Linked DNA regions of Sus scrofa: regions 1, 2 and 3 are each linked to region 4. The links are chromatin contacts, called in public HiChIP or PLAC-seq maps. All regions are on one chromosome and are shown on one strand. The core of a region is the stretch at or near the end of the contact, and the rest is flanking DNA. Distances in the headings are between cores, read along the strand shown.

What was found. HiChIP or PLAC-seq counts read pairs in DNA pulled down with a chosen protein or histone mark.
Region 1: a contact with region 4 is called in an H3K27ac HiChIP or PLAC-seq map of alveolar macrophages. The contact joins two enhancer-like sites. A contact is called at or near these places in 6 of 47 Hi-C or Micro-C datasets (blood, epiblast stem cells, liver and 2 more) and 2 of 2 datasets of contacts at active chromatin or transcription factors (alveolar macrophages and skeletal muscle).
Region 2: an H3K27ac HiChIP or PLAC-seq map of alveolar macrophages shows a contact between it and region 4. The contact joins the promoter of ACSL4 here to the enhancer-like site in region 4. A contact is called at or near these places in 1 of 5 promoter capture datasets (liver), 14 of 47 Hi-C or Micro-C datasets (alveolar macrophages, blood, embryonic fibroblasts and 6 more) and 2 of 2 datasets of contacts at active chromatin or transcription factors (alveolar macrophages and skeletal muscle).
Region 3: an H3K27ac HiChIP or PLAC-seq map of alveolar macrophages shows a contact between it and region 4. The contact joins two enhancer-like sites. A contact is called at or near these places in 1 of 5 promoter capture datasets (liver), 18 of 47 Hi-C or Micro-C datasets (alveolar macrophages, blood, embryonic fibroblasts and 11 more) and 2 of 2 datasets of contacts at active chromatin or transcription factors (alveolar macrophages and skeletal muscle).

What each region holds. Positions count from the first base shown.
Region 1 is chrX:89,802,938-89,809,189 of Sscrofa11.1, forward strand. It overlaps ACSL4 (acyl-CoA synthetase long-chain family member 4), which reads right to left. Exons shown (of 16, transcript NM_001038694.1): 2 at 3,285-3,337. Among named protein-coding and RNA genes, the nearest start is that of ACSL4, 32 kb to the right of the region's middle. Within about 2 kb of position 2,909, at least 3 of the 83 cell types and tissues checked have an H3K27ac peak or open chromatin away from gene starts, as enhancers often do. A contact at or near this core is called in alveolar macrophages, where this site is marked.
Region 2 is chrX:89,833,504-89,839,493 of Sscrofa11.1, forward strand. ACSL4 (acyl-CoA synthetase long-chain family member 4) reads right to left here and starts at 4,105. Exons shown (of 16, transcript NM_001038694.1): 1 at 4,035-4,105.
Region 3 is chrX:89,776,091-89,782,354 of Sscrofa11.1, forward strand. It overlaps ACSL4 (acyl-CoA synthetase long-chain family member 4), which reads right to left. Exons shown (of 16, transcript NM_001038694.1): 10 at 5,846-5,985; 11 at 4,928-5,100; 12 at 1,863-1,937. Among named protein-coding and RNA genes, the nearest start is that of KCNE5, 36 kb to the left of the region's middle. Within about 2 kb of position 4,186, at least 2 of the 83 cell types and tissues checked have an H3K27ac peak or open chromatin away from gene starts, as enhancers often do. A contact at or near this core is called in alveolar macrophages, where this site is marked.
Region 4 is chrX:89,994,125-90,000,303 of Sscrofa11.1, forward strand. No RefSeq gene overlaps it. Among named protein-coding and RNA genes, the nearest start is that of TMEM164, 110 kb to the right of the region's middle. Within about 2 kb of position 3,012, at least 6 of the 83 cell types and tissues checked have an H3K27ac peak or open chromatin away from gene starts, as enhancers often do. A contact at or near this core is called in alveolar macrophages and retroperitoneal adipose tissue, where this site is marked.

The DNA.
Region 1 (6,252 bases), core at 1,659-4,158, 190 kb before region 4:
GGGAGGAATATAAAGGGTTCAGTGCTGTAGAAAGGGAGCAGACAGCACAATGACAATGACAATGACAATTCCAATATCTTGCAGCTGCTGCCAGAGAGGGTCTGCTACAGGACCCTGTATACAAAACCCCGCTGCTAAATTAGACAGCCCATTACGCAAGGTGTAGACTTAAATTTTGTCTGTAATGTCTTCCATTTACCGGGAGTTTCCTTCTCTATGATCTTAACAGAACTTAATCAAAACCAAGTGATTCTGAGCTAAACTTTCAAATTAGCTCACAGCTATATGTGTTTCATCTGAATGAGAAATACACAGACCCCATCTCCTGTCATCTAACCTATTTATTATGCATCTATCTCCTACCATCTTATCTTATCTAATCTTCTTATTATAATAAAACAATACAACTACAGGCTACCAACCATGAGCACCGGTTCAAAAAAAAAAAAAAAATCCAGAGTTCCCGTCGTGGTTCATTGGTTAATGAACCCGACTAGTATCCATGAAGATGCGGGTTTGATCCCTGGCCTCTCCCCGTGGGTTGAGGACCCAGTGTTGCTGTGAGCTGTGGTGTAGGTCGCAGACTCGGCTTGGATCTGGCATTGCTATGGCTGTGGCGCAGGCCTGCCTTTGTAGCTCCAATTCAACCCCTTGCCTGGGAACCTCCATATGCCTCGGGTGTGGCCCTAAAAAGACAAAAGACAAAAAAAAAAAAAAATCTGAAATCAGCAGTGATACTTCCCACAGGAATGTCTTTGTGTTCCAGGGAGAATTTTGCAACACATAGCTTTTTTGCCATGTGACCTATCCTCCGCATTAGCTGGAGGTGGGGCCAGCCTAATAGGTTAGTTCTTTGTTAACGTTATTTCCCTGTACTTCACACGGTTAAAAATTATAGGACAATGTAGTCTTAAACCATTTTTTACAAAATGGCCAAATCAGTCACTAGCATTCAGCTACCTGGCCACCATAATGTGAAATTGCATTGTGGTAGGAAACAAAACAAAACAAAACAACCTCACTCTGCTCTTTAGTATTAAATATACTTTATAACTGAGACAAATAAGAGAACGCAAAGGCTGATAACTCTGTGGAAGACTGAACTCTTACAGCCATTCCGTCAACTCTTAAATTATTTGCGTTAGTAAAGAAGAGAAAGGCACAGATATTCCAAGGACAGCAGAAAATTCAGATTGTGTTTTTATTCTTAACATTTCCTTTTGGGTGTGCCTGACATTTGAGAAATTGAAGGACTTTTAACTAAAGAAGGAAGCCACACGTGACCAAATACAAGAAGCCACGGAAAAGGACTCTTTAGTTAATGTCTCCGTGTTAGGCAAGGGGAATACTTTCCATTCTGTTCTCTCTCCACGTTCATCTGTTTACCTGGCCCATGCATGCTTCACAAATGTGAGTGAAGCAAGGGAGATAAAGGGATTAGGTTTGAAGTGTATTTCTGGGATAGCCAAGGCCAAGGCAGAGCTATGCTAACTGAAGTGGAATCTCCTAAGCATCTGTAAACTCCTATACACAACTGGCCAGATGCTCTCACTAATGCTTTTGGCAACTCCTAATCCTCCACCTTGGTGGTTTTTTTCTCTCACACATCTAGATGGGCTGAGGGCCAATTACTGTAAATTTTTATCTATCTGTGTAGGGTGTATGTGTGTGTGTGTGTGTGTGTGTGTGTGTGAGAGAGAGAGAGAGACAGAGAAAGAGCGCTAATTCTGGTCTGTTGATTAAAGCCTTTGGTCATGTTTAAGATTTTTCTGATGCAGGCTAATCAGTAGACTTTAGCACTTGGACATATAAGAACATTGAGTCTTTTTGAATTTCTTTATACTTGGAATTCAAAAATATTCATTAGCATATAAGAACTACTAGACTGTTTCAATTTCATAACCTATTATAATGAAAGCAATCCTTGGAAGACAAGAAATACAAGAGAGGCAGCATTCTATACAGGGTTTTAGTCCTGGTTCAGCAGCTTGCTGAGCTGTAGGATCTGGAATAAATTAAATAACCTCTTGGTTGTTTCCTCATCTGTAAAATGAGAAAGTTGGATTCAGATTGTAAGATATCGTGGAGCAGTAAAAGTTTTAAAAATGAAGGACAGTGAGGGCAATGACAGGTATAGACATTAAAAACAAAAAACAGGAGTTCCCATTGTAGTTCTGCAGGTTAAGAACCCTAGTATCCATGAGGATATGGGTTCAACCCCTGGCCTCACTCAGTGAGTTCAGGATCCAGCATTGCTGTGAGCTGTGGTGTAGGTTACAGATGCAGCTCAGAATATGCGTTGCTGTGCCTGTGGTTAGGCTGGCAGCTGCAGCTCTGATTTGACCCCTAGCCCGGAAACTTCCATATGCTGGAGGTGTGGCCATAAAAAGAAAAAAAAAATCCCCCAAACCTATCATTTACTACCACTATCATTTCATAAAATATAGAACATGTCAAATTCCCCAAAATTAGAAGTATATATCTTATAATAAGAAGCAATTCTTTAAATGGAAAAAAGTTGAGCTTTAAAAAATACCATGGCCTACAGTCCTTATTTTCCTCACTTCATCATAGGCCAGTAAAAACTCTTCACTGGCCAGGGTACGGGTCTCAAAGTCAATGTTTGGGAACCCCTGGACTAGGCAATTTTCAAGAGCTAAGGCTCAAACACTAAAATTCTAATTTTAGGTGCTCTGTTACATCCTTTCATTCTATATTATGGTCTAGAGTAGGTGCCTCAGTGAAGGACAGTACTATAATGCTTAGATTCTGGAAGATCAGAAATATCTTTAAATCAGTTTGAGAAATAGTACCTAGAATAAGCTTCAATTTATTGGAGAAAGTAGACACTACTACAGATTAAACTCCATCTGTTCCCTGGACACTTCCTACTAAGCTCATGTTTACAGATGAGGAAATAGAGGCAAAGGGAAGCTAAGTAGCTTGTCAAAAACCCACAGCCTATATGCCTCCATAGTCAGAACTGAAACTCCAACCTGTGACTCCATTTTTGATGATACTCAAAAGGAAAAGACTGTATTGAGATTTGAATTATCACTTCCCCTTTCATAAACGAGTGACAGATGGTTTAAATTTTAGAAGCTGCACAGAGCAAAAGGTTTTCCTATTTTAATTTCCCAAATATTGCCTTTTTAACACAAACATAAATATTGGCAGGGTTTTTCCAAAATAAAGAGGAAAGATGACTATGAGTTTGGTCACTTAATTTTCTCCAAAAGCGGACAAGATTACAAATTTAGAATTTTTAAAGGACAAATACTTACAGATTTCTTCTTTTTCTCTTAAGAAGAACCTGTCTATTGTTCGTGCTTTCAATCTGCAATAAAAGACAACATGTATGGGTACAGTGACATGAGAACAGATCTTTAAAAAGAAACTTTCGGAGTACCCGTCGTGGTGCAGTGGAAACGAAACCAACTAGGAACCATGAGGTTGCAGGTTCAACCCCTAGCCTTGCTCAGTGGGTTAAGGATTCGGCATTGCCATGAGCTGTGGCGTAGGTCGCAGATGTGGCTCAGGTCCTGCATTGCTGGGGCTGTGGCGTAGGCCGGTGGCTACAGCTCCGTTTCGACCCCTAGCCTGGGAACCTCCATATGCTGCAAGTACGGCCCTAAAAAGCAAAATAAATAAATAAATAAATAAGCAGAAGGCTGAGTAGACACTTTTCCAAAGGAGACATACAGATGGCCAAAAGGTACATGAAAAGGTGCCCAATCTCACTAATCATCAGGGAAATGCAAGTCAGAACGACAATGAGACAGCACCTCACACCTGTTAGAATGGCTGTCATCAAAAAGACAAGAGATAACAAGTGTTGGTGAGGATGTGGAGAAAAGGGAGCCCTCCCACACTGTTGGTAGGAATATAAGTTGGTAGGGCCACTATAAAACATAGCATGGCGGTTCCTCAAAAAAATTAAAAATAGAACTATCATAGGATCCAGCAATCCCGCTCCCACTTCTGCTTATACATGCAAAGGTAATGAAACAGGATATTAAAGATCTCTTCAATGCACTTGTATGTTTATTGAAGCACTATTCGCAATAGTCAAGACATGAAAACAGCCTAAGTGTCTGCCAAGGAGCGACTGGATGGAGACAATGTGATGTATATATCCAGTGGCGCATACTTGGCCACGAGAAAAAAGGAAATTCTGCTCTCTGCAACAGCATAGATGGACCCTGAGAGCATTACAGTTAGTGAGATAAGCCAGATAAAGAAAGACAAATAGGGTGTGATATCACTTATATGTGGAATCCAAAAAAGCTGAACTTAAAGAAACAGAGAGTAGAATGCTGCTTGCCAGAGACTGGTTGGGGTGGTAGAGGAATTGGGGAGATGTTGTTAAAGGGTTCAAGGTTCCACCCAGAAGATGAATAAGTTCTGGGGATCTAATGCACAGCGTAGTAATTACGGTCAACAACACTGTGTTGTACACTTGAGAATCACTAAAAGATTAGGTCTTAAATGTTCTCGGCACAAGACAGACATGATAGTTAGGTGACATGATAGAGGTGTTAGCTAATGCTAAGGTGGTAATCTGTAAAATACAAAAATATACCAAATCAACCCATTGTGTGCCTTAAGCTTATACAACGTTACATATTGATCATAGCTCAATAAAAATATATAATTAAAACTTTTAAAAATGACAAGTAGCAGGAGTCGTGATCTTAATGGTTTCATTTGTCCTTCTTAAGTCTCCCACAGTCAGGAGAGGAGCCAAGTTCAGAGACAAAGTCTGACTACAGGAGACGAGCCAACGAGACCGACTAGTCATCCCTGCCCTCCGTGCCTGCAGGAACCCAGCCATTTTCGCATGAAAACCAAAAAACGAACAATTTCCTTTAAACAATGCAAAGCTCTTTCCAAATTTGAATACAGCACTGGTTTAAGGAGAAATGAGAGGTATTTTTCATCAGTCTTGTGATGTTCTTTAAGATCTATACACTATGGAAGGTTCAGTACCTATTTTGGTCGATGCAGGAAAAAAACTACCATCTGAATACTCAAAACACTAAAATAAGATCCTTCAGTAATTCGATACTGTTTACTTACATTTCAACATCCCTGGGCATGATATTATGCTTCAATTTTATATCCATCCAGTAGTACTCAGTACTATTTGCATATTGATTATGAGAATAACATTCAAAAAATTTTTAAATCTAGACACCCCAATGGAAGTTATAAAACAAACATCCATATCACCACACATACTAGCCAGTATTAACTCAGTTAATTTTCTCCTTTGCTACCACTAAAAGGATGAAGGAAAGAATGGTTTATACCCAGACCTATCATGAACTCAGTATGCCTCTTGTTTCATGAAGTTAATATCCATAATCTACTTTGGGGGGGGGGGATGTTGGCTACAGTATCAGTACCTATGTGAATACAAGTGGTTAAGATTATTTATAAACAAAAAAAAGATTATTTATAAACAGAAGGTGCAGCTATTTAACATTTTCTCCTTTTTCCTCTGAAGGCTAGCATTTGATATTAACACCAAGAGGAGAAAACTTTGCATGTGCATTTTTTTTTTTTTAGGGCCGCACCCACAACATAGGGAAGTTCCCAGGCTAGGGGTCAAATTGGAGCTGCAGCTTCCAGCCTACGCCACAGTCACAGCAACTCAGGATGTGAGCAGCGTCTGTGACCTACACCACAGCTCATGGCAACACTGGGTCCTTAACTCACTGAACGAGGCCAGGAATCAAACCTGCATCCTCATGGATACTAGTCGGGTTCATTACCACTGAGCCACAACGGGAACTCCCTGCATGTACATATTAAAAGAAAAGTCCTGAGAGCTCAAAAAGAGATTGCTGGGGAAGAAACACTTCCTATTTCTTAAGCAAATGTATGTATTTCCCCCACAGATTAATTCAGAAAACTAACAAACAAAAACCAACCTTCTATGACATCATGTAACTATCTATAGGTGGTGGGGAGGGGATACAAAACTATCCCGTGGTTTGCATAATTTGACAAATAATTTCACCAGTGAATGTTTGCAAAGGAGACTTGAGGCTTGGTCATTGGTCCTAAGAAGGGAGATGTTGTAGCGGATAATTCGAAGCGTGTGAGGGCTCTCTCGACTAGATGAGAGCCCCAGCACCAATGTTTGGCTCATCTGCAGTCTCAGAGCCCTCAATCAATTGGGCAGGACAAAGCAACTCTCGGTTATTCTTTAATACAAAAGACAGACATAATTTTTCTCAGTGCCTA
Region 2 (5,990 bases), core at 2,855-5,354, 160 kb before region 4:
AGCATGTATCCCCACTCTAAGCCATCAAGGCCACTTATTCCCAGACTACACCTGAGCTCCAAAGCTGCTCAAGGAAAAAAAAAAATGTTCACCCTGCTTACAGAAATACTGGATCTTATACAGAACAGCAAGGTGTAACATTACATGACAATGGTCCATAAGACCCCCTGACACGAAAGCCATGACCCATGAAAGGAAAAACTGACAAACTGGACCACATCAAAATTAAAGACTTCTGTTCTGTGAAACAAAACGTAAGAAGAGGACAAAAAGACAAGCTACCGGCTAGGAGAAGATATCTACAAACCACGTGGCCAACCAAGTGCAAGTACTGAGAATAAAGACTTCTCAGGACTCGACAGTTAAAAAAAAAAAAAAAAAAAAAAAGTCCAACTATAAAATGGACAAAAGACGTGAACAAACACATTTCACAGATAAGGATACAGAGAAGGCAGATAAGCACATGAAAAGGTGTTCAGCATCACTAGCCATCAGGCAGATGCAAATTAAAACTATGGCAAGTTAACACTACACACTCATCTATCAGGATGACTAAAATAAAAAACAGTGATAACACTAAGTGTTGGCAAGGATGATGACCACTCATGCACTGCTGGGGGGCATGTCAAAAGGCACAGCCACTCTGGAAAACAGTTCAGCAGTTCCTTATAAATCTAAACACGCAGTTACCATACAACCAGCAATTGCACTCTTGGGTATTTATCCCAGAGAAATGAAAATTTATGTCCATATAAAAACCAGTACACAATTATTCATAGGGGCTTTATTCATAATAGGTTAAAAAAACTACAGGAAATAGCCAGATGCCTATAATACATCCATACCATGGAATACTACTCAGGAATGAAAAGGAACTAACTGTTGATACAAGACACATTCGCTGCATGAATCTCCAGGGATACATCCATACCATGGAATACTACTCAGGAATGAAAAGGAACTAACTGTTGATACAAGACACATTCGCTGCATGAATCTCCAGGGAATTACACTGAGTGAAGAAAAAAAAAAAAAAGGCCAATCTTGAATGATTGCATGTGGTAGGATTTCATGTATACAGTGTTCATGAAATGGTAAAATTATAGGCATGGAAAACAGGTCAGTGGCTGCCAGGGGTCAGAGAGGGAGGGAGATGTCTTGGCTCTAAAAGGGCAACATTAGAGATCTTTGGCATCATGAAACTGTTCGGTATGTTGACTATGGTGCTGGTTATAGGAATTTACACATGTGATAACACTGCCTAGAACTACATACACACACACAGATGAGTGCATGTAAAACTGGGGAAGTCTGATTCAGGTGGAGGGAATGTATTTCAATTTCCTCATGATATTCTGCTACAATTATGCCAGATGTTACCAGTAGAGAAAAGGAAAGGGTGTGTGTGTGTGTGTGTGTGTGTGTGTGTATAACAATTTTATGAGAATCTAAAACTATCTTAAACAGTTAGAAAGAAAGAGGATATAAAACCAGCCAGTGGCAAGAGTGAAAAATAAAAGCTTTTCTTTTTGCTAAAGCTTCAGTAACCGAAAGTCAAGGAAAGAAAAAAAAGGGGGGTAATGCCAAGAAGACAGTCTACAGGCTATAATTAATAAAATCATCTCCTCCTCCCCTGTGGAGATTTAACTTCCCCAGGATTTTATTTCCCTGATTTGATTGTCATTGCTAATAAAAAAAATAATAAACTGACATACAAACTGTCTCTCCACAACCCCCACCACCATCACCACCATCCTGGACTATGAAATTAAACTCTGTAGGGTAAGGATTGTCTTCTTAACCATCATATCCGAGTGGCCTGGCACGAAATCAGCAACAGATGGAGGAAGGAGTTAAGTTGAATGAACGAACAAATGAATGAGTGAATGAGATGCCTGCATATTCAAATGCCTAGCCAATTACAGTCACAAGATAGTATGTATACATTTCTGTACAAATTTCTTAAAAGCCTTGAACATTTAAAAATAAATAAAGCGTGGTATTGTACACAATTCACTTGCAAGCCTAGGTTAACAATACCTGGCTTCTATAAAATGCTCCCCAATTTCTAGATTTCCACCTACAGTAATTCACTTGATAAGGATGAGTTAAGAATTCTGCATATGTAGACTGGAACTAGTACATGCAGATCTATGCTAGAGAAAAACGTCCTAAACAACTAAGGATTTGCCTTAACTTCAACTAAGGATTTATGGCACAGTCTTAAAATGCAAATTGCATTTTATATATATTTCAAATTGGTGGACTTTTATGGGTCGTTCTACCAACATCAAGACTCTTTTACAGAAGCTAAATTGAAGAGAGGAAAAGTGACTTGTCCAAGGTGATATAATGAATTAGTGCTGGAACTGGAACCAGAGCCCCTCCAGGGTCCCAATTCATTTCTCTTCTCCACTCAACTGGGCAAGCCTCTCCTTTCTCCACCCATCCCACCCCAACCCCCCAAAAAACACTTCAACAAAAATCTTAATCTGAATCACTTCTTTTTAAAGTAGGGGTTTTTTTTTTTGGGGGGGGGGAACCAATGTAATCAAGATTTCCATTGTTGCGTAAACCTTCCGTGGATTTGTAAGGGTCAAATCACTTCTCCTACCAGAACAATAAGGTACTTCATTCTATGTTGCCAGTAGACCAACAGTTTAATGTTTCATCCTCCACCTGAATGGCAGAGAGAGTGTTAATTCTTAGAGGAGTCTTACAGGTCTCACCTTTTAGCGGGTTTCATCGCTATTTTACAATTCAAGGAAGAGGCCTTAGACTATTAAAATCTTTGATATGCTCATTGACAGTACAGACATTGAATCTCCCCTTACAGCCTTCTGTACCAATAACAGTTAAAACTATTAGTCAGAGGCAATACAAAAGAAAAACTAAAGTGACAAGCAACTACCAAGACACGAGGATTTCATCAGGTTCAATCTCTGTTATGCAGCAACATGTTACTAAGAGCGAATTTAGAGGTCCTAAAATCAGAACCCAAGAAGGAACCCTCATTCCAACATCCTCATTTTTGTAAATGAGGAAACTGAGGCGCTGATTAAACCATTAACCAATGAAGCAGATGGCTTGCTTTTTCAAAGAGATTCATTTAAATGCCATTTCGTCCTTATTCTCCATCTCCCCGTTGTTTCTCAGAGCGATGATTGATTTTTTTTTTTTTTAAGGTGAAGAGCGATTTAGGGCAAAGTCATTTCAAGAGGGTGAAAAAAAAATGCCTTTTGAAGGAGGAGATGCTGGAGTCAAGAGGAGAAATGACGTCTTATTTAAAATATGTAACCCCTTAATGGGGGTTAGGCAATGAATCATATTCTCCTCGATTTTCCTCTGTGCGATAGACATCACCCACAGTTCTTTCTGTAGGGCCCTCGAATGAGAGGAAGAGGAAGTGAATAAAGCTAATGTTAAATATACAGCACCCACGGAGGACAGGGATGTAGATAGGTAGAACAGGAAAAAATAAGAGCCCGCTTCTGCTAGAAACCAGCCGTTTTCTAACACACCTAAAGATCCGGAAGCTGAGAGGATATCGGAACCTAGGGCATCCCTCAAATTCAAAGGGCGGATGCTTCCAGGGCCAGAGAGACCCCCTAGCTCCCAGACAGACAGCGACTGGAAGGGGACAAAATGGAGCTGAGGTCCAGGGGCGCCCTAAAGGTCGTTTGGAGGTCTGGCGAGTCGCTGATGTGCTCCTTCGGAAAGGGTCACGGCAAAGCCTAGCACCCCGATCAGGAAGATGCTTTTGCCCCTCGAAGGGCAGCGATCGGCAGGTAGAGGCAAGCCAGGGTCTCGAGGACCCCAGACCTCAGCAAAGGAGATGATACCGGGACTTAGGGATCTTCCCGGACGAGGGGGGCGGGCTCAAGAAGCAAGCCAGCGGATTCCGGGAACAGGAACGTCCCCTCAACCTCTTCTGGGCTCAGGTGTGGGACGGTGGCACGGCCAGAGCGGGGGCCCCGCCACAGCCAGAGGACAGAGGTGCCGGGGCCGGAGCCTCGCGGGCTGCAGTTACTCACCAGAGGCGCTGCCCACGGCGTCTTCGCAGCCGGCAGGCGCTGGGCACTCGGGAAGCTGGCGGAAAGGAGCCGCGTGCCCGCTAGCGCTGGTTCGAGGAGGGGCGCGCCGCGGAGGCCGGAGAAAAAGCCGCAGCGGCGCGCGCGCACCCGGAGGGCCGGCGGAGGCGGGGCGAGGCGCGGCGAGGCGCGGGCCCGGAAAAGACGCGCCCGGAGGGGCGGGCGGAGCGGGGGCGCGCGGTGGTGTGGCACAGCCGGCCGAATCGCGGGCGACGGCCCGCTCGGCCCACCCACGCTCCCGCCTCCGCTCGCCCCGACGTCAGCCGAAAAGGAGGAGCCCCGAGCTGGTCGCTAGCGGCTGCCGGGGGGAGATGGAGGGGGGCGATGGAGGGGGGTGCGGCGGGGGAGCCGAGCCGGCTAACGGCTCTGCCGCGGGGTCCAGCTCCTGTCCCGAGGCAACGTGATGGAGCGTGTTTTCGGGAGGTTCGGGCGCCTATCTGATTTCAGCGAGGTGCGGAACGGGCCCACGCCCGCACCTGCGCTCGCTTCTTAGGGCTCCACCCTGTAATGAAAGTTGCCCTCGGGTCATCTTCCAGCCTGCCCTCTCAAGATAAGCATCTTCGGACTTGACTGTTCTCCCTTCGGCGAGAGATCTTAACCTTCTTTGCCTAAGACACCCTGCTCCTCCGAGCCCGCGCTCACGCCTGTCTTCGCTTTATCTCGCCTCTCACTGCGTTGAGACCCCTGCCGTCACCCCCGTTTATGAAATATCACAAGAATGCAGGCTTTTCACTTTATGCCTTGCATTTCCACGGTGGTGTAATGGCCAAAGAGCTCACAACTGATAAGGACAAGTCACCGCAGCACTGTGGCATCTTACTGGCCCTGATCGTTGCTTCTGAGCCAGTCCTGCAAATACAGTTCCCAAGACCTTCAAGAAATTGTTGTTAAAAATAAAATGCTGGCGAACTGTCTTGGGACTTCAAAAGGGGCAGACCATAATTGCAAAGGAGCCACGACCAACTGCCAAGAATGTATCACCGCAAGAAAGAAAACGCCAGTATTCTTCCAGTTCCTTGATACATAATGGAGGACTAGCTTCCTCTTCTTGCTGGGAATGGACATGTCATTTCATTTGCTATTTTCCATTTTCCCATAGAATTACTGGAGGTAACAACATACGTGTGTTTGCATGTGTGGGGGGTGGATAGACCACCTCAGATTACAGGCTAGACTTATTCTTTGATACCTGGATCTGAGTGGGGCTGTGAAGTCTGAATCTTCACTAAGCATCTCAGGTGACACTATAGGTGGTTGGAGGCCCACAACTGGAGAGCATAAATCTACAGCCTTTATATGTTACTTCTTTGAGTGGGATTACTCATCCCATTTCCAACAGGCCCACCCATTTATATATAATATGCCTATGAACATTGCTGTGGCAGACATATAACTTCCTTTATCGAGAGTGACCTAGAAAGTTCAGGACTTCAAACAAGTTTAATTGTCATGTTTATTTTATGAGATCGTGTGGTAGTACCAGAAATAAGTAATCATTTGTCAGCTCTGTAATTCACGGAGTACCTACAGTGCACAGAGCCCTGTCATGTACAGCAGGGTTAATACAAATGAAATCAAGAAAATGATCATCCCCGCTCTCAACAGACTTGGTGTCTAGCGGTGGAATTAAAACACAGACACAGGCGGGGCCGTCATGGCTCAGCAGAAACGAATCTGACTAGCATCAGAGGACGCAGGTTTGATCAACTGGCCTCGCTCAGTGGGTTAAGGATCCGGGCATTGCCTTGAGCTGTGGTGTAGGTTGCAGATTCGGCTAGGATCCTGCCTTTCCGTGGCTGTGGTATAGGCTGGCAGCTGCAGCTTCCAATTTGACCCCTAGCCTGGGAACCTCCCTATGCCATGGGTGTGGCCCTAAAAAAAAAAAATGACAGAAATAAA
Region 3 (6,264 bases), core at 2,936-5,435, 220 kb before region 4:
TACATAAAGCAAAAGTTCTTTCACAGTAAGGGAAACTCCAAATATGGACCCAATTCCCAAAACTGACTTTAATATGCATTACCAGAAAATCAGAAAATAAAAACTGAAGGCAAAATTCTCCTTACTAGGTTTCACCATATACCTTATTTCTTGGACTCCACTACTTAACAAATAACCCATTTAATAAAGCAATTTTGACACCAATGCCAAATATACATAGGCACACACTCCCTATATTTTCTCAAATTTTCGATCTAAAATTGGAAGAGCAGTCCCTTATGATGGAGCCTGACAATGTGAGAAAAAAAGAATGTATACATGTATGTGTGACTGCGTCACCATGCTACACAGTAGAAAATTGAGAGAACACTGTAAACCAGCTACAATGGGAAAAAAAAATCATTACATTAAAAGAAAAAGAAAAAGAAAATTGGAAGAGCGTTACCATGGAGGAAAGCAGGAGCACTTATTTCCAAGATGTAAAAAACACTTGGGAATGAAATTGGCTTTTCCCTGTGGTATTTTAAAAGGAACAGCTGTTTGCTCATAGAGCATCAACAATGATGCACATAATAAAAATGTCACATAAGAAACACTTTTGAGGAGTTCCCGTCGTGGCTCAGTGGTTAACGAATTCGACTAGGAACCATGAGGTTGTGGGTTCAATCACTGGCCTTGCTCAGGGGGTTAAGGATCCAGTGTTGCCGTGAGCTATGATGTAGGTCGCAGACGCGGCTCAGATCCCAAGTTGCTGTGGGTTTGAACAACCTTGTGTCTTACAAGGTAACTGGTTCTTTAAAGTTTCAGTCTATGGCTCCATTCCAAGGTGAATACTCTCTCTAAAAATCTTAAACTTTTTTTTTTTTTTACAGACAATAGTACTGTAGTATATTCATCAACCTGCTTAGAGACTAAAACTTAATTATCCTACCCACTAAAAAGAAAAGGCAATTATGTAATGTAATAGAGATGCTAAATATCACTATGGTGGCAATTATATTACAATATATACATATATCAACTTAACATGTTGTATACCTCAAATTTATACAATGTTATATGTCAAATATATTAACTTGAAAAATAAAATAAAATCTTAGGCTTTTAAATTACTCTCCCTTTATCTGGCATGGCTAGGAATTATCTATTTTGCAGTTCATGAGTATGTTTAATATTTTTCACAACTTCATCCTAAGAAGATTGCTTTACTTTTGTCTCCAGCTGATTTATAAAAAGGATTATCAATGTCTAGAAAGCAGAAATTTCCTCTCAGTGGCTCACCTTTTGAGACACTATACAAATAGCTGAACAACTGATTAAACTACACAAATAGGTGGACAATTGATTAAACTATACGAATAGCTAGACAATTGATTAAACTATACGAATAGATGGACAGTTGATTCTCAACCATAAAATGTTTGCTGGGGTCAAGAGCTAAGAAGTCAGGGTGTGTGTGTATGGGAAGGAGAGAGAGAGAGAGATTAGTCATTCTGTCCCCCGAAAATCTGGGACTTCACTTCCCAGACCAAACCTCCTCACTGGGAAATCTGAGCTTCAAAGGATAGGATGTATATCCTTCTCCAAACGCAGGCAATGCCCCACTAAGAATTTTTTTCCTTTTCACCATCAAGTATTCCCAAATTCAGAATCATCATGCCTCGATTCTAAAGACGTTCTTTTCCTTTTAGGAACCTAATGATGTTCCAATGAAAAAAGAAAGCACAAGGAACAAGCAACAGCAAAGATGTGCTTGCTACCGCAGACAACCTAACACGTTCAAAAAAAAAAAAGTAAGTCTAGAGGCTCACAGTGCTTTTTAGCATATCTAGAAACACTAGAGCTTGACATAAAATGCTTACCTTCTTGCCAGTCTTTTAGCTTAATTTCACAGCAAATAAGAGGGGCTCCAACTCTGCCAGTGGTATAGTCAGTAACTACAGGGAGAAGAGCAACAAAGATATCAGTTAGTATATCATGTTTCAGACCTGCACGAGGGCGTTAACAGGAATCCTGGAGTTAGAGCCAGATTCTGAAAGATGACAAAAGAAGAGGCCATAGAGAGAGGAGTGCAAAGCGTGATCGTTTTTCAATAGTCAGCTTCATTTGAACAGTGCAATTGCTTCCAATGTTGGTACATCATTTTGGCTTCTCACGGCTATATTTTGGATAATTAAGCACAAAAATCTCTGTCAAAGGAAGAGAGCTGGATCCACCGTTCTCTACCTAGGATTCTGGTAAGACAGATTTCGATTGGAATTCCTCTGCTACAACTCATTGGCTGGACAAGTTACTTAATTTCTCTAAGCCTCCATTTCCTAATCTAGCTAAATGGGGGTAATAACAGAACCAATTTCTTTTAGGGGCATGCTGTGAGGGCTAAATGAGATCATCTGTGGACAGTGCTTAATACTTCTTGGCAAAAACAAAGTGTTCCATAAATGTTAGTGGCTGTTACTGTTTACAATAGCCAAAACAAGGAAACAACCTAAATGCCCATCAACAGAGGAGTGGATCAAGAAGATGTGGTACATATACACAATGGAATATGACTCAGCCATTAAAAAGAACGAAATACCAGCATTTATAGCAACATGGATGAACCTAGAAACGATCATGCTAAGTGAAGTCAGTCAGACAATGAGACACCAACATCACATGCTTTCACTGACACGTGGAATCTGAAAAAAGGACAGACTGAACTTCTTTGCAGAACAGATGCTGACTCACAGACATTGAAAAACTTATGGTCTCTGGAGGAGACAGTTTGGGGGGGTGGAGGGATGTGCTTGGGCTGTGGGATGGAAATCCTGTGAAATCAGATTGTGATGATCATTATACAACTACAGATGTGATAAATTCATTTGAGTAATAAAAATTAAAAAAAATGTTAGTGGCTGTTATCAAACAGGACAATGGTGCTGATATCATCCTTTTGTAGTTTGTGGTGATTGCCAGCAATGAGCAAATATCTACGGACAACCTATTCTGTACCTAGCATTACATTAAACATTGTGAGGAAAACACATTAAAGGTAAGGAGACACTGCCCTCCATGAGCTGGAAAGAAACAACCTGGAGAGAAAAGTATGTGCAATAATTTAGAGCACATTTAAATTCTAACCTGCATGGTACTGCTGGTGAGCACAGTAGCCCCTTAAAGACTAGAAAGAACAATGTAAAATGAAATAGCTGAGAAAGACCTAATTGAAGAGTTGCACACAAGAAGATGGCCGTGATTGGACAGCCAAAAGGACCTTCCAAAAGAAAGAAACAGAAAATGCAAGAGCAGAGTTCCCCTTATGGCACAGTGGTTAACGAATCCGACTAGGAACCATGAGGTTGCAGGTTCGATCCCTGGCCTTGCTCAGTGGGTTGAGGATTCGGCGTTGCCATGAGCTGTGGTGTGGGTTGCAGACGAGGCTCGGATCCCGCATTGCTGGGGCTCTGGCGTAGGCCAGTGACTACAGCTCCGATTCGACCCCTAGCCTGGGAACCTCCCTATGCCACGGGAGCGGCCCTAGAATAAGGCAAAAAGACAAAAAAAAAAAAAAAAAAAAAAAAAGAAAAAGGAAAAAGAAAGAAAGAAAATACAAGAGCAAGAAGATTGGCTTGTCTGGAGAGAAGAACCCAGCTGTGTACACAGGAGGGAAATTATGAAGAACAGACACAATGGTGCCAGGTTAGAGACCTCTTGAAAGCTAGGTTCATCAGGTATGGAGCCGTGTTTGAGGTGGCTGTTGTCTAAGAGAAGAATACAGGATGAATCCTAAGTGACATCGATGAATCCTAAGCAGTTGAAAGGCTGTTACCTCAGAGCAGTGTGAAGTAGTAAAATGTCAGATGCCAAAGGTGGCAGGCAGGGGAGGGAGAAAGCCAACGAAAAAATGGGAGGATCTGATGAAAGTTAAAGCTATTAAAAAATCAGATGACTTCAAAGTCAATGCCTTGAATGACTTGAGGAATGGTAATAACACTGTCACAAACAATTTGGCAATGGAGAGACGGTTTTTGGATAATGGCCTTGACTTTGTACATGAGGTTAAAGTAAAAGTGAGATGATGAAATGAAAATTACTTTATACCCCACTGTTTCACAATCCAGGGTGATTTGCCCTTGAGGACATATTTGGCAATGTCTGGAGATATATTTCATTGCCACATTATCTAGCTGCTATCTTGTGGCTAAGCATCCTACAGTGTGCCAGAAAGACCCAACAATCAAGGATTATCTGGCTCAAAATTTCAAGAGTGTCAGCATTGAGAAACCCTGCTATAGACTGTTGAAAACAACAGAAGAGAAAGCAAACAAGAACTTAGGGCAGGAATATAGATTTGAGAAGGAGGACAAAAGTGATACTTTATTCTAAGAGTTCAGTTCTCCACAGAAGTGATCACTTAGAGAAGATTAAAAGACCAGGGTGACAGAACTCTGAGGACTGACAATTTGGCATAAATATTTACGAGGCTTAAAAATAAAAAGTACACGGAGTTCCCATTGTGGCTCAGTGGAAATGAATCTGACTAGGATCCATGAGGACGCAGGTTCGATCTCGGGCCTCGCTCAGTGGGTTAAGGATCTGGCATTGCCGTGAACTGCAGTGTAGGTCACAGACATGGCTCGGATCCTGCGTTGCTATGGCTGTGGTGTAGGCCAACAGTCACAGCTCCGATTCAACCCCTAACTTGGGAACCTCCATATGCCGCAGATGCGGCCCTAAAAAAAATAAATAAATAAAAAAGCAAAAAATAAAAAATAAAAGGTACACACAATCAAGTAAACATTTCCAAAACTAAAACTACGCAGATTTGCATTGACTCTGATGTAACTTAAGAGGTAGAAAGTTACCATGGTTCCCAAAGGCAAAGCAAATTGGCTTTGCCAGTAGCAACTAATATAGAAGTATTTGCCCTGTTAAAAATGCTTACCTTCAGTAACCGTGCCAGCGCCACACGATTCTGTCAATCCATAGCCTTGACCAACCGGGCAGCAGAAGCAGACATTCATGAATCGGTGTGTCTGCGGAGACAGGGGTGCTCCACCAGACAGCATCATACGGACATTCCCTCCTAGCAAAGCCTTCACCTTTTTAAACAGTAGCCTTGATAAAAGGGGGGGGAAATAAATGATTTGAATATATGCATAGATTATTTTTGGTGACATACTAATTTACAGGCTCTGGAAAAGATTTCTCAACTTGGGTCAAACATCTACACTTTAGGACCATTGCGATAATGAGAGGTTAACAAAGAGACCACTAGTAACACCTTAGGAGAAAAGTCAGGAAAACTCTTAAAAATGCAAAAAGAAAAATGCCGTGTTGGGAAACTACTTTGACACACAGGAGATGAAAGAAAATGATGATGTCAATGGAAAAACTGTAGTTATCCTTGGAACATTTAGTCATCTATCTTATTTCCCATCCAATGAAAACACTTCCCCATCCTGACTCTCCAGCACCACATTTAAAATAACTTATATTCATACCCCTAATATGTTATTTTGTGACTACAATAAGTCAGAAAGCTTTGTGCAAAATAAATCTTGAAAAATCACTTTTTAAAACTCAATTGTCTTGACACAAGAGTCCGTTGTAGTTTTTCTTCATGAGACCAAATTTTTTAATTAAATTTTTAAAACATTCTCAATTATTAAAATGTGTTAAATTGCCAAGATCAGAGTTCAAGGTCCTGTGCCTGCTACACAAGCAATGAGGCTTAGAAGTGAAAAAAAGAGAAATTCAACGCTGGTGGTAATTACCTTGCCATGTGCTTATTCATCTTCCAAATGTAAAAACACGAAAAGATCTAAAGGCTCAAACTATAGAATCTATAAGATATACTTACAGATTGCAAAGTGGGGCATCATATCCCTTTTTGATCTGTTCCAATTTGTAATCATACCCTATCTTGAACAGAGTTTTCTGAATATAATTCATCTCTTGGACTTTGCTCATAACATTCTTATAAATTCTATCCATGATTTCCTAAAAGGTAAGAAGCAACATATTAAATAATCAGAAAGGAACCGCACCAACACTGAGACGGTCTTTAGTTGAAAATACCCTGTTTATAATATCTTAGGTAAAAGTCTTTAGTATAATGGAGATATTTACTTTATTATATCATTAATTTCCCTTAAAAATACTAAGGACAAACACAGAGGCTTCTTCAGTTCTGTACACTAAAAACATTAACTAGAGTGTAAAAAATTCATTCATCTGTCATATAAAGATAACTTTTTATTTTTTTATTTTATTTATTTT
Region 4 (6,179 bases), core at 1,762-4,261:
ATTTGAGATGAAGGATCCAGTAGCGAGGGTAGAGTGTGGAGGAGATGGGACAAGAGAAACAAAGGCATGGAAATAGGAATACACAAGATGTGGCTCAGAAATGGCAAATAACCCCTCCTGTGGAGCCAGAGTGTTAGGGAAGAATTCAGACATGTCACTTGAGGACTCCAGGCCTTCCTTGTGAGCAAGTCCAGGGACCACCTCCTTCTCCCAGCCCCTGCTTGGAGCTGCACAATGACCTAGGCGAGGCCAGGTGAGGGGGTGAAAATGGAGAGGCGAGTCCAACAGGTTGAAAGTTTGCAAGTAGCTGGGGAAAGGACCCTGGGATAGGTTTCTGGGAGTTCCCTGGTGGCTCAGTAGGTTAAGGATTTGACTTTGTCACTGCCGTGACTCGGGTCACTGCTGTGGTGTGTGTTTGATCCCTGGCTTGGGAATTTGAAAGAAAGGAAAGAGAGAAGGAGAAAGAGAGGAAGAGAGGAAGAGAGAGAAAGAAAGAAAGAAAGAAAGAAAGAGAAGGAAGGAAGGAAGGAAGGAAGGAGGAAGGAAGGAAGGAAGGAAGGAAGGAAGGAAGGAAGGCAGAAAGAAAGAAAGGCAGAAAGAAAGGCAGAAAGAAAGAAAGAAAGAAAGAAAGAAAGAAAGAAAGGCAGAAAGAAAGAAAGAAAGAAAGAAAGAAAGGCAGAAAGAAAGAAAGAAAGAAAGAAAGGCAGAAAGAAAGAAGGAAAGAAAGAAAGGCAGAAAGAAAGAAAGAAAGAATATATTTTAAGGGAGAAAATAGGCTTGTGGATTTAGAGGAAAAGCCCTGGATGAGGGCTGGGAAATGAGCAAGAAGAAAGAAACTGAGCCCAGAGTCCCCCTACTTTCTCCCATCCTGACTCCCTTCTCCCCTTTCCGTCCCCTCAGCCCCGGCCAGCCTGGGAGACTAAGCCTGAATCAGCCAGAGGGGGAGGGGGAGGGAACTCCAGGGCCAGCAGGACTGGCGGAGTAGGATAGGGTTCTCTGTCCTCTCTTTCAAGGCCACGTGTCCACCGCCCTGTACTGTTGGGAGGGGTTGGGGGATCCTGCAAGGAGAGTCGAGAGCAGCTGCAGGAGGCAGTGGTTGAACGGGATTCCCCCTTCATTCTCCTTCATCTGTTGGCAGCTGGTCCTTGTCACCGCCCACCCTGCCAGGCTCCAGGCCCTGGGCCTGCCATGCAGGACAAATGGAGCAGGAAACGGGCATCCTCCAGGGTGACAGTTGCTAGGTGGCAGGCGTATGTGGTTAGTCGTACATACATATCAAAGAGGCTCTCCGCCTCTTTCTTCTGCTCCAGGGTAGAAAAAATTTTATTGCTGTTTGGAAGATTTCCATCACCTTAGAGGTAAAGGAGGCATGAGTTTCGATCTCCGTTTGATTAACAGTAAAGATAATACTGATAACAATAAAATAGCTGCCGCTGGTTGAGGCACTGCGACGTGGCAGGCACTGAACCCGCCTTATCTCGGTTAATCCTCACAGTACGAGCAGTAGAGACAGAAGCCCTGAAGTCAAGCTAACTTGAGTCTGAGTCTTAGCCCTGCCGCCTGGTGGCTCAAGCCACTAAGAAATATGAAATAAACATGAATGAATTAACCATTCAAGCGACATTACCAATTCATCTCAATGATGACTACGATGTGTATTTGTCTTACACACACACACACACACGAACACACACACGACAGTACTTTGAAGAAGCGTTATTATTACCCTCATCTTATAGATGAGGAAATTGACGTCACCTGAGGAATTGGTACAAGTTTACCAACTTGTACAGTTGCCAAGTGGCAGAACCTAAGTTCGAAACCAGTTGGCAGTACAGAGATCCTGCTGGGATGGTGGAAAAGTTCTGGAAATGGCTCCTCATGATTGTTGCACAGCATTGCAAATATGCTTAATGTCACTGAATTGTATACTTGCAAATGGTTAAAATAGCAAATTTTTTTTTAACCTTTTAGGGCCACACCCACAGCATATGGAAGTTCCCAGGCTAGGGGTCCATTGTGAGCTGCAGCTGCCAGCCTACCCCACAGCCACAGCAACCCCAGATCCGAGCCACGTCTGTGACCAACACCACAGCTCACCGCAAAGCTGGATCCTTAACCCACTGAGTAAAGCCAGGGATAGAACCCGCGTCCTCATGGATACTAGTCAGGTTCGTCACCGCTGAGCCACAACGGGAACTCCCTAAAATAGCAAATTTTATATTGTGTACATTTTATCACACATTAGGATAAAAACAGTTGTCAGAAGCGGGGATCTTAACCACTGCGTTATATATACTGCCTCTCAAGGAATATTAATTGAGTGCCTCTTGTTCATAAAGCCTCCAGTGTCACAGAACAAGCCCTAGATTTTTGATCAAAAGACCTCTGTTCAAATACCACATCTGCTTCTTGCTCATCGTCATGTCATCAGCAAGGGGTTGAGACTCGTCAGGGTTCTCAGGTGCAAAAGGGAACCATGTTCTGGGCAAGTCTCTCTCCAAGGGTTCCCATCAGTTGCAGACACATAGGTCCTGGTGACATTGCTGATTGACCTTGGTGGGGGAGGGGGCCCAGGCAGCTTTGAGCCCCAATGAGGAGGTCAGTTAAGGTTACCCATTCTTTCTTTCATCAAAGTGCAATGTGGCCACTGCTGGGTGGGAACATCTAAAAGGAAGTGAGACAGCTGCTGAGAGGGGAACTTGAGAAGAGCCTCCTTGGAAAGGGGAAGGAAGACGAGTTCATATTGAGATAGAACGTTTTCGGTGGGTGGAGGGCAGTAAACATAGATAAAGCCAGTGTTTTCACACACCGAGGGAAAACAAACCCACACCACAAGCAATCTTGGGAGCTACTCTTCCTGCAGAAGCAGATCACTCTTTTACCCAAGTTTCTTTGGAAAGGAAGCCCAAGTCCCCTTCATCCTCTTTGGACCCGCTATAGCTTTGCGCTGCAATCAATGGAGCAAAGAAATACTCAATGCTAGCCAAGTCCCCAGATACACCATGATGCTGTAAGAGGGGGTGACACAACAGGAAATCCACCCTCCTTCTCACTTCCTGGACCACAACCTCCACACCCTAAATTTCCCTAAAACTGTCACTAGAATTTCCAGGATGGAGAAATATGACCAGCGGCTGCTGCCCTTTATTGGAAAGTCAGACCTCATCAGAGGCTGCACAGCCAGAGAAAACCTTTGTGTCTTCATGGTTTGAAGCCCATTACACACGTTCTTTTTTTTTTTTTTTTTTTTTTTGGTCTTTTTTTTGTCTTTTTGACTTTTCTAGGGCCGCTCCCGTGGCATAGAGAGGTTCCCAGGCTAGGGGTCGAATCGGGGCTATAGCCACCGGCCGACACCAGAGTCACAGCAACGCAGGATCCGAGATGCGACTGTGACCTACACCACAGCTCACAGCAACACCAGATCCTTAACCCACTGAGCAAGGCCAGGGATCGAACCCGCAACCTCATGGTTCCTGGTCGGATTCGTTAACCACTGAGCCACAACGGGAACTCCTACACACGTTCTTAATAAGAACAATTCGGAGTGCCAGGCTACCCACCCATGGACATTTATCCTGGGGGGTAGAACGTGCAGAACATCTTGTCAGGGCACAAGGCAGAGCAAGTCCGCTACCCCCTCCACACAGGACAGAGAGTCCTATTACAGCCTGGAGGGAAAGTACAGGACGCGTTGTTATTCACCCCACCCTGGTCCCATTAACTAGGCTTAGTCTGTCCATTGGAATATAAGTGTTAACAGCCCAGCTGGGGTACTGGATGCTCCCTTTCTTTCTTTTTCTTTTTTTCTCTTTTTTTAGAGCTGTACCCGTGGCATATGGAGGTTCCCAGGCTAAGGGCTGCATTGGAGCTGCAGCTGCCGGTCTACACCACAGTCACAGCAACGCGGGACCCGAGCCACATCTGTGACCCATGCTGCAGCTTGTGGCAACGCCAGATCCTTAATCTGCTGAGCAGGGCCAGGCATCAAACCCTCATCCTCAGGGACACTAGGTTCTTTACCCTCTGAGCCACAATGGGAAGTGCAACCTGAGTTCTTATTTGCCTCTTTCAGCTCCACTGCAGCAATCTTATTGGCACCCACCTTAGTTCTCTATGACCAGATTGACTCAACAGGTTGGCTCCTGCTTCCACCCCCCATTTTGGCCAGGTCCCCCCATCTGGATGTCGGCAAGCGCTCTCAAATTCTCTTAGTTTCCCCACAGCCTCACACACTCACCTTCTGCCCATCCCCTTAGACAGAGCTGACCTGCTCCCTAAGGCTGGAGATGCCAGAGACCACCTAGTCCCCACTCAGAAGCACTGCTTATACTCTCCGCTCGCCACCATTGGGGCCACCACCTCAGATTAACAAGGGAACCCACTAGACTCAGACTTCTCAAGGAGTTCCTGTGGTGGTTCAGTGGTTAACGAATCCGACTAGGAACAATGAGGTTGTGGGTTCGATCCCTGGCCTTGCTCAGTGGGTTAAGGATCCGGCATTACTGTGGCTCTGGCGTACAGCAGCTACAGCTGTGATTAGACCCCTAGCCTGGGAACCTCCATATGCCGCGTGTGTGGCCCTAAAAAGACAAAAGACAAAAAAAAAAAAAATCCCAGACTTCTCAGATGCTATTATGACTGGAAACACTGGGTTCTAAAAGTTCTAAGGGAACACTGCATAAATCATATTCAGGGAGTTCCCTCATGGCACAGTGGGGTTAAGGATCTGGTTGTTGTCACTACTGTGGCTCTGGTTACTGCTGTGGCACAGGTTTGATCCTTGGCCTGGGGACTTCCATGTGCTGTAGGTGCTACCAAAAAAATATATATCTATATACATACACACACACACACACACACACACACACACACACATACACACTATATATATATATATTCTTTGTCTCCTTATTGACAGAAAGGCCATACGGTAAGACCTTTTTTAGCAAACAGAAAATATATTGGAATTTTGGTTGTACGATGTGGCCTAGGCTAGAATTTTTCAGATTTCCAAACTGCTCAAAGAAACATTCTGTGGCTCCACCTGTTAAGACATAATCAAGTCTGTGGGAAACAGAGTTAGTGTGGCTTCCTGAAGCACTAGGTACCCCCAGTGGGGCAAAATGAACTGGCAGCCCAATTCTTCAAAGTCTCAAATTATCAATGTGCAGTGAATTACCCAGATCAGCTGAGCCCAGGCGCTCCTGGGAGCTAACAGATTTTATCTGGATGTGAAGGCTGTCCCACATCGGCTGGGCACATCAGGTCCTGCCATGGGGGCCCAGGGGAAGATGCAACTTATGTACTTGGCTGCCCCCTGGTGTCCACAAGGTAGCAACAACAGCAGGCAGGACAGCTTCTGCTAGCAATGGCAGCAGGGCATAAATGTGCTAGGCCAAGGTGAAGTGAGCCTGAAATTCAGCCCGTCCTCTCCCCACCAAGCGTTATGCCCTGCAAAGGGCTGCATCCGCCAGGAGGTTGATCTTTTTCTCTACTTTGTCTGCCCGAAGGGGTCATCTTTTACTAATCCTAATTTAGAAAGCCCCATGTCGCCTGAGATCTCTCATTTCTAAAAGTACCATAGAGGCTACCACCAGCCCTACATGACGGCCATGCAGTCAGCATGTATCCAACCTATAGGAGCACCACCCCCCTTTTCTGAAAATCACTAGTCCTGTAAGACTAGCTTGGGGTATGTGTGGAACATGCTAAGGGCAGCAGAAAGTGTCCAGGTCTTGGAGTTCCCGTCGTGGAAACAAATCTGACTAGGAACCATGAGGCTGCGGGTTTGATCCCTGGCCTCACTAAGTGGGTTAAGGATCTGGCGTTGCTATGGCTGTGGCATAGGCCGGTGGCTACAGTTCCAATTAGACCCCTAGTCTAGGAACCTTCATATGCCACAGGTGCAGCCCTAGAAAAGGCAAAAAGACCAAAAAAAAAAAAAAATCTGACATAATTCGAACTTTTTATTGAAGGATAGTTGAATTATAATGTTGTGTTAATTTCTGCTATACAGCAAAGTGATTCATATACTTTTACATATATATACACACACACATATGTATATATACACACACAGTTTATTTTTTTTATTTTTTGCTTTTTAGGGCCGCACCCGCCACATATGGACATTCCCAGGCTAGGGATCGAATCAGAGCTACAGCTGCCGGCCTAGA